Linked DNA regions of Mus musculus: regions 1 and 2 are each linked to region 3. A link is a contact called in public ChIA-PET and Hi-C data. All regions are on one chromosome and are shown on one strand. Each heading gives the region's core, a stretch centred on a gene start, on an enhancer-like site or on the middle of the called end of the contact. The rest is flanking DNA. Distances are from core to core; before and after follow the strand shown. Region 1 has its middle 140 kb from the start of Hs3st3b1. Region 2 has its middle 37 kb from the start of 2810001G20Rik. Region 3 holds the start of Hs3st3b1 (heparan sulfate (glucosamine) 3-O-sulfotransferase 3B1).

What was found. A called contact is a pair of places that touch in the nucleus more often than the background predicts. ChIA-PET counts read pairs in DNA pulled down with a chosen protein or histone mark.
Region 1: a contact with region 3 is called in a Hi-C map of myocytes, with 2.8 times the contacts expected there. The contact joins the enhancer-like site here to the promoter of Hs3st3b1 in region 3. A contact is called at or near these places in 3 of 39 promoter capture datasets (liver and maxillary cranial neural crest), 16 of 484 Hi-C or Micro-C datasets (the N1E-115 cell line, cranial neural crest, embryonic fibroblasts and 7 more) and 1 of 115 datasets of contacts at active chromatin or transcription factors (embryonic limb bud).
Region 2: a contact with region 3 is called in an RNA polymerase II ChIA-PET map of memory CD8 T cells, with 109 read pairs. The contact joins the enhancer-like site here to the promoter of Hs3st3b1 in region 3. A contact is called at or near these places in 2 of 39 promoter capture datasets (hematopoietic stem and progenitor cells and hippocampal neurons), 6 of 484 Hi-C or Micro-C datasets (CD4 T cells, CD8 T cells, Th1 cells and 1 more), 5 of 115 datasets of contacts at active chromatin or transcription factors (Th17 cells, embryonic forebrain, embryonic stem cells and 2 more) and 3 of 9 other capture datasets (adipose tissue, liver and macrophages).

The regions. Positions count from the first base shown.
Region 1 is chr11:63,780,812-63,783,511 of GRCm38.p6, forward strand. No RefSeq gene overlaps it. Among named protein-coding and RNA genes, the nearest start is that of Hs3st3b1, 140 kb to the right of the region's middle. Within about 2 kb of position 1,395, at least 19 of the 459 cell types and tissues checked have an H3K27ac peak or open chromatin away from gene starts, as enhancers often do. A contact at or near this core is called in muscle stem cells, myocytes, pancreatic cancer cells and 1 more, where this site is marked.
Region 2 is chr11:64,115,150-64,117,849 of GRCm38.p6, forward strand. No RefSeq gene overlaps it. Among named protein-coding and RNA genes, the nearest start is that of 2810001G20Rik, 37 kb to the left of the region's middle. Within about 2 kb of position 1,417, at least 17 of the 459 cell types and tissues checked have an H3K27ac peak or open chromatin away from gene starts, as enhancers often do. A contact at or near this core is called in CD8 T cells, Th1 cells, Th17 cells and 1 more, where this site is marked.
Region 3 is chr11:63,920,862-63,923,561 of GRCm38.p6, forward strand. It overlaps Hs3st3b1 (heparan sulfate (glucosamine) 3-O-sulfotransferase 3B1), which reads right to left and starts at 1,423. Exons shown (of 2, transcript NM_018805.2): 1 at 473-1,423. The coding sequence starts at 1,026.

The DNA of each region.
Region 1 (2,700 bases), core at 145-2,644, 140 kb before region 3:
ATGCTTGTATATCTATAGTCATCTCGTGTTGCAAATGTAGTTATTATTTGAACACAGATAAAGCTTTAAGTATCTAAATGGTAAATGAATGGCTTGGCTATCAAGAGGAAAACAGCAAGTTCCATGAGAGTCAGCCTCCCTAAGTGTCCCCAAGATTCTTGCCTCCCAGCAGGCAACACATCCTTGTGTGGTTCCTCTTTCTGTGCAGAAAAAGGATGATCCGTACATGTGAGCAAGAGAAGTACTGCATAAAAGATGGAGTGTGGCTTTGAAGCTTTGGCCAGCATAAGCATTGAGGTCTTTTCCTTGCTTTCCAGGGGAAACATCTATTAGGAGCTCAAGGCATAGCGTGAAGACTTCCTTCTTGAGCACCAAAGCCTCCCCCTAATACCCACATGAGTGTACCGTTTTGGAATTAGATCTTCCAGCCCACCAAGTCATAAGATAACTATGACCCTCCCTGACATCATGACTACAATCTTACAACAGACATATAATGAGAAATCTATATAAAACGCTGCACTCTTGACCCATGGTGGCTGTGTAAAATAACAAATATACATCATTGTTTCAGTTAGGGGATATAATGAAAATACTTCCTTTGCACAGAAAATAAAAATAAGATGCCCCAGAGCTCCCAGGGACTAAACCACCAACCAAAGAATACACATGGAGGGACTCATGGATCCAGCTGCATATGTAGCAGAGGATGGCCTTGTCGGGCATCAATGGGAGAAGAGGTCCTTGGTGAAGACTCAATGCCTCAGTGTAGAGAAAGGCCAGGGCGGGAAGGCAGGAGTGGGTGGGTGGGTAGGGGAGCACCCTCATAGAAGCAGGGGGAGGAAAGATGGGATACAGGGTTTCTAGAGGGGAAATTGGGAAAGGGGATAATATTTGAAATGTAAATAAATAAAATATGCAATAAGAGAAATATTAGAAATAATTAAAGAGAAATATCAAATACATATTCTATTGTTGAACAAAGGTGTCCTGATAAACTTCAAAAAAATAATAATCTAATTCTGGTACATTCAACTTGTGGATGAACACTCGAAGTTTAAAATCTATTGTCTCATTAAGCAGGAAGATCAGCAAGCATTAGAATGAAAGACTCAGTCCTAGACCCAGACTTGTCTTTAATGTGACCAGGAAGGGGGAAAGTATTGGCAAGGGCGTCTTCCTTTGTAGCTTTTTCATTTAAACTTGTATCTCGGAGCAGATAGAGTAATTTTAAGAAGAGCCAGAAATCAGATGTGTCTGCTCCTTGAGATGTCAGTAGTGCTCAGGAGGCAGTGCCAGAAGAAGTTAAATGTTTCTTGGCCCTGTTTTAAACCCCTATGGATGTCTGACATGTGACCTCAGAGTGCTGGAGCTCAAGTTCTCGTGTCAATATTTCCCGGGTAGGACTAAAACCATAAATAGTTCCACCACGAACCAGAACATTAAAGGGCAAGCATGGCAAGTACAGAAAACGCAATATAGACTTTTATTTATACGTACGAACCTGAATATATCTTAATGTGTTTCTCTTAAGTGTCACACCTGTTCATCTGAGGCTTGAAAAATTAATTTAGTCATATACTCTGATAATCAAAGCCAAGCAGCTGTCCTAACCGCCACATCCAGAGCAATTCTGGACCCAGCTAAAAATAAAGCCTTGGGCCTGAGTCACCTCTAAGTCATAATAATTAAATACCAAGGAGCAGAAGCTTGGGAAGGGCGAGGTCTGGTCCCATTCCACATGTGCATTCTTCACTGAGTATCAAAGGCACGACGTTGGTGCGTGAGAAGCACAGAGGCCGGGTGCCAATCTGTGCATTTGCTCCGACCTCCAGAGAGCTAACCTGAAGCACCTGAAATGCTCAGAGCACTGAGCCGATTTTCCAGAGCAGCCTAATGTCTTAATGACCGTAAACTGACTCTAATCTCTCCGAGCATATGTGCAATCACAGTGTCCTGTCAGCCCAGTACTGTCCCATCAGACAGCCTTTTTATTGCCTTTCACCACTAGGGTAAAAGCTATGAGGCATTTCTCCCAGAACAGCTTCGCCCTCCAGCAACCTCACATTGCTGGCTTAGCATTCACTTCAAAGGTTCATAATGCAACTTAGTCTTTTCCTTGATTGGCTCATTTTAGTGCAAAGATGAGTGGAGGTTTTTTTGTTTTGTTTTGTTTTTGTTTTTGTTTTTTGTTTTGTTTTGTTTTGTTTTTCATGGCATCCTTTGACAGAGTTATTGACCCATTTTGAAACAATTTCACAATTTAATGTGAATATTTTTCCTGTGTTTAGATAGATAACAGAAGACATTCATCATGACTAAATGCAAGGACAGAGTTCATGAATAAACATAATTATTCCATAAATACAGATCATAAGTAAGGGGATGTGGTGGTTTGAATAAGGTGGCCCCCATAGGCTTATATATTTGAATAGCCATCAAGGAGTGGAATTCTTTGATAGAACTAGAAGGATTAGGAGGTGTGGCTTTGTTGGAGGAAGAGTATCATTGGGGGTGGGTTTGGGGGTTTTCAAAGCAGGTGCAGTCTTTCTCTGTCTCCCTCTCTCCTCCTCCCCCTCCCCCTTCCCCTCCTCCCTCCCCTCCCTCTCCCTCTCCCCCTCCCCTTCTCCCTCTGCTCTCTGCCTGGGGATCAGAATGCAGCTTTAGGTGCTGCTCCAATACCACACATGCTGCCATGCT
Region 2 (2,700 bases), core at 167-2,666, 190 kb after region 3:
CCGGCTCCAGACTAATAGTGTTGTGAAACCGATCCGTTTCTGTAGGATCCCCTGGCTTCTGGCTTCTTACCACACATTAGAGATTCACATAACAAACAGTTACTACAATTGTACTGGGTTTCAAGTGCTGGGTGTGGCTCTTGGCTGCTTCCTCCGCCGTCTCTTGTGGAGTTAGTGGGCATGATGGGCTAAGAACAGAAGCATCATCGTTAAATGCAACCATACGTTTTAGATAGAAAGAGGGAAGGAAAGTGAGATAGACCTAAATGAACACCACTGACAAGAGAGATCAGGGACTGCCACACAGATCTAATGCCACTGATCAGAAGTTTTGGGTCAGACGTGTTTCAGGGTTCAGACTAGTTTTCAGCTTTGAAAATTTCACACACACACACACACACACACACACACACACACACACACACACACACAGAGAGAGAGAGAGAGAGAGAGAGAGAGAGAGAGAGAGAGAGAGAGAGAGAGAGAGAAATCTAAGGGATGGGTCCCAGTCCCAAGTCCAACACAAAATTCGAAATTCATTTATGTTTTGCATACTCATTATACACCTAGCCTATTTGTATCTTTTTATGGTATTTAAATAATATTTGCATGAGACTTAGTTTTATGGTGTGGAATGTCCCGCTTGTAATGTCCACCAGCATTCAGCCAGTGTAAAAACATGGAGAGCTTGGCTTCTGAATTTCTTGGTCTGTGATGGGATTGAAAACAGCAAAGGCTTGTCCTGATGTGCTTGCTGCCTCTTCCTTTCCTTCCTCATTTGGTCTAAGGACTTGTCTGTTTTCTTGCTGTGTTAAATTGCCTGCTCTGTCCCCAGTCTCCAAATGACTTGCTCTGTCCCTGGTCTTGGAAACTTTCTGCAATGCAGATCTTCAACTCAAACCACAAATTCCTCTTTTGAGTACTCAAAGTTATAACAGGATTGCTTTTATGACCCTTTCTGTGTTTCACTAAACCCTACATTTGGGTCACAGAATGCTTTGGGATGGCCCAATAGTCTTTTAAACGATGTTTTGGCTGTACCCGTAATCAGTTTAATTATCCTACTGTTATCTGTTTTATGTAGCCATTCTCAAGCTATTTGAGCTCATGAATCTTTTCATTTCCAAACACTTTAGTAAATTTAACCAAAGTAGCTTTATCAGATCCCTTCTCCCCCAATTTGCTTGTAAAGGTGGCAGAGTACAGTGTCTGGGACATCAAGCATTTAAGGAATACCATCATGAAATTACAGGGATACCTTCTGAGAATTGTATGGTTGTATGAGAACTGTATGACTGCTGTGTGAATATTACAGAGGACATTTCTGTAAACTAAGATGGCATGACAACACTGGAAGGTCTTATGAGAGCAGCATGGTACGTGTAGTTCATCACCGATCCAATGTTAGTGCGTGCGTGTGTGATGGAACTAATTCTCTCTCAGGTTCCAAAGCTGGACTCTGCTGCTGTCTCAAAACAATCTCCACACTTTCTGTTTGCCAGAGACAAGAATAAAAATCCTTGTAGAACCAACTCAAAGATCACCATTTTTCACAGCTACAGCCATACAGTATGTGTGAGGGTCTTACGGCCACATGTGCCAAGTCCCTTGAAGACAGCGATGATGCTCCACTGACTTCTGTGCCCCTGCCAGATTCACCTTATACCTGCTGCACATTTGATACCCAAGAGACTAAAAAGATATGTGTTGATGAGATGAAAGTGACCACTGAGGTTTGCTGACGGCCTTGGTGGTTGAGGGAGAGGCTGGGTGTGGTTTCTTCAGGATTTTTTTCCTGGGCGTTCCCCTCCACTCCTCTTTTCATCCTTCCTTGTGCCCCACCCTTTGCCCAACAAACAGACAGACAGACAGACAGGCAGGCAGACACACACACACACACACACACACACACACACACACACACACATACACACTTTGCAGTTAATACTGTTTGCCCAAGTGAGAAGCAGGTTTAGTCGACAGCACATACTGAGCATGGTCAAGGAAAGAGGCAGTCAACCTGGCCTCACAGTGTCTCCCCATCTGCCTGCCTTTTATTTTATTGTCAGGAGCATTGTTCTGTTTTTCCAAGCTCAGCCCAATCTACAGGGATTTACCTGTCCAATGCTCAGCTAGATGCTCAGTGCTCTACTTTTAAGTTTCCCGAACAGACAGGCAGTTCCCAAGACCTTCTGGTCCTCCTGTGTTCATTCCAGCCACATTCTAGAGCTCTGATCTCTTAACAGAGAGCCATACTGTGTGGCATGCTGGGGCTGCTGCTGCTGCGCTCCTATGTCAGCTTCAGAGATCAGCTACAGCCCAGCAAATTAAAGTACAAACTGAGGTCATTGGCTATGGAGGGCAGTTGGACTCCAGACCCAGTAGAAAAGGTAGAGACTTTCAACTCATTTCCCAACACTGACTTGGACGATGGTTGTCCTGAAAGATTGAGTGCCCCCAGAGGGAGGATAGTGAGCATCAGGGATGTGACATCCTCCTTTGGAGAGAGAAATGACCAGGGAATGAAATAGTGAGTTAAGACTCAGTGCTCCAAATGTGTAAAGTTTTCCACCAGGCATGACTTTCAAGCTAGTACGTATCTTCTGTCTCCTGGTTCCATGATTGTACCTCATTTTAAACCAAAAAATTATGTCATTCTCTGTCAACCATCTTATTCATCAGACTTGACTTTGAATAAAT
Region 3 (2,700 bases), core at 173-2,672:
TGGGCAGCAGAAGCGACTCTAGCAGTTGGTGCTCGTTAAAGGCTGTGACCCAGAGGCGCACAACACTCCTCCCCGCGTCCCTGGCTGCAAGAGAGACAAAATCCTAACCACTCCGAGTTATTCGCGTGGGATGCGGCCACAGCCAAAAGGTAACCGGTTCCTCCGGCGCTTTCCCAGTAGCTGCCGGGTGGGTGTCTTTGTGGAGAGATCACCTAAATGGTTCTAGGGCGCAGCATACCAGCCAACGGTGCCAAGCTAAAAGTTTCTGTAGGTGGCTGTCTCAGCCTACTCCGGAGCATCTGATTTCTCCCCAACTGTCCACCAGCAATGTGCGGTCGCACTTTGGTCCCCGCCCGCCCTAAATTGACGGAAGTTGTACCCCTGCTTCCCTCCCCACCTGACGCGCAACGGCCGGTGGGGGCTCACGGTCGGGATCACGGCCGGCGCAGCGGCCCCTGGAGAGGAAACTCACCGGTACCAGGCAAGACCCTTGTGGTAGCTGCGGTCGAAAAAGTGGGGCTCGGCGCCCACGGCGCGCACGTCGGGGTGCACGCGCAGGAACTCCAGCAATGCCCGCGTGCCGCCCTTCTTCACCCCGATGATGATGGCCTGCGGCAGCTGCTTGCTCCCAGCGCCGCTGAAGAAGCTGGAGATGGGACTGGGGGAGTCCGGCGCCTCTGGACTCTGCTCCTCCTGGCTCCCAGCGCCTACTGTCTTATCCTTGCCTGCAGCCAGCGAATTGGCCGGAGGTGCCCGGAAGGGCATCTTAGGGGATGTCTCATTCGGAGCTGTGACCAGGGCTGGCTGAGCGTGAGTAGCGCGGGACCCCGAGCCCAGGAGCAGCAGGCCGGGAGCGGCGGTACAGGAGCCGGCGCACGAGTACAAAAACATGTACAGCCAGATGCAAAGCATGGCGAAGAGCAGCGCGAGCTTCCTCCTCACCGGCGGCGGGGGCGGCGGCGGCTGCGGCAGGAACCGGCCCGGGACATCGAGACAGGACCGGCCGCCGCTCAGGCGCTGCCCCATACGCGGCCCGCGGGCGCGGCCAGGGGCATGGCTCAGCACATGGCAGGAGTCCCGCCGGAACAGAGAGCACCGCGACGGTCCCCTGCCACTTTGAGCCCGGAGTGATTCGGTTTATTGCCCTCCTGCGCGCGCGGCTGCCGAGGCTGCGGCTCTTCCCCGGGTGGCGGCGGCGGTTGCAGCGGCGACGGCTCTTGACATGATGCCCACGAGAAGCCGGGGTTGGAAAGCTAAGTCCAGGCGACGGGAACTGTGAGCAGACGCGCTGTCAGTTACGCTGTGCCCCGCACTCAGTAACTCTGGACGGGGCGCACGACAGCTCGCCGGGGCTGCCTCCTCGCAGCCAGGAGATTGAGAGCAGCCCCGGCGCTTGCCCGCTGAGGCTGCGGCGGAGAACTGCGCAGGAAGAGAGCCCAGCACTGAGGTGGAGTGGGCGGTCCCGGCCTTCCGAGTGACGGGCTGCGCTACCTACCAGGAGGCGCGAGCAGCATGCAAATGCCGGAGCTTCACCCAAGTCGAAACAGCCAATCGTCTCTCGGAACGTGGGGGTGTGGAAAGGGTTCGCGAAGGGGGGTAGAGCAGTATGGGGTTGCTATTGGCTTCAGAATTCAAGGGGCGGGTTCAGGGAGGCGAGGCCATCGGCTGGTGACAGGAGCAGATGGTGAGGATGCTGGAGTGACCCAACGCTGAAAGAGGTCCCACCCGGTTGAGTGGCGCTCTCTTATACACGCGCGCTTTTCCACACTCGCTTCTGAGGCCAGTCTTGGCTATAGTTGCCTATGTGACAAAGATGCCAGTCCTCATCCAAGGGTCCCGCCATCCGGCTCCTGAGTGTAAAAGCTGCAGAAAAGAGACAGGGATGGAAGAGGGAAAGCCGACCAGACGTGTTTCCAGCCCCACCCGCAAACCCAGTTTCATAATCGGGGCTCAGGGAAGGGCCTCCAACAGACCCTGATTTAGGAAGTTTAAGTAGGGAAAACCTCGGCGGAAGTCACTAACTTTCCCGCTCTCTCAATATTGTCCAGAATGGTCTCCCTGTGCCTGGCGCTTAATAGGGACAGACGTAAACACTATCTCACTCTTTCCAAACTCTCCTGAAAAGGCCTGGGGGGTGAACAGAGAGAAGGAAGGTTGTTTAGTTTAAAGACACTAGTTGAAACTTAAAGTCACATGTCGGAGTTTTATATGGGTATCTGTTCCTTGGCATCATTAATTTGATAGATGTTCTAACTTCTTTCTCTTGAACAAACAATTAAGCCGGCATCCGCCCCTGCTTAGAAGATTGGTTGGGTTTCTGACCTATGACTCTGTACTGAATCCTAGGCGTTTTCCCCCAATAACTTTTTTTTAAGTCGAATGTTGATATGGGGTAAATTCAGGAGTAGTGACTAGCACTTATTTAATGGTGAAAATCCACTCCGAGGCTTCCTTGTTTCGCACCTTTGTCCAGGGGGGCGGCCCGGAAAGGGGTCTTCTCAGAAACTGTCAGCTCTGGTGAGGGAAGCTCGGGCGCTGATGCCTGGCCAAATTTCTGCGCTGGCGATCGGAGTTAGGAAAGTCGGGATGGGGACGTTCACCCAAGTGGCGGCTTGAGAGCCTTTCGGTGCCTGGAATCCATTTTCCGCAAGACCGAAAGGCCTCCAACGCCAGGCTGCGTGCGGTTCCGGGACAGAATTT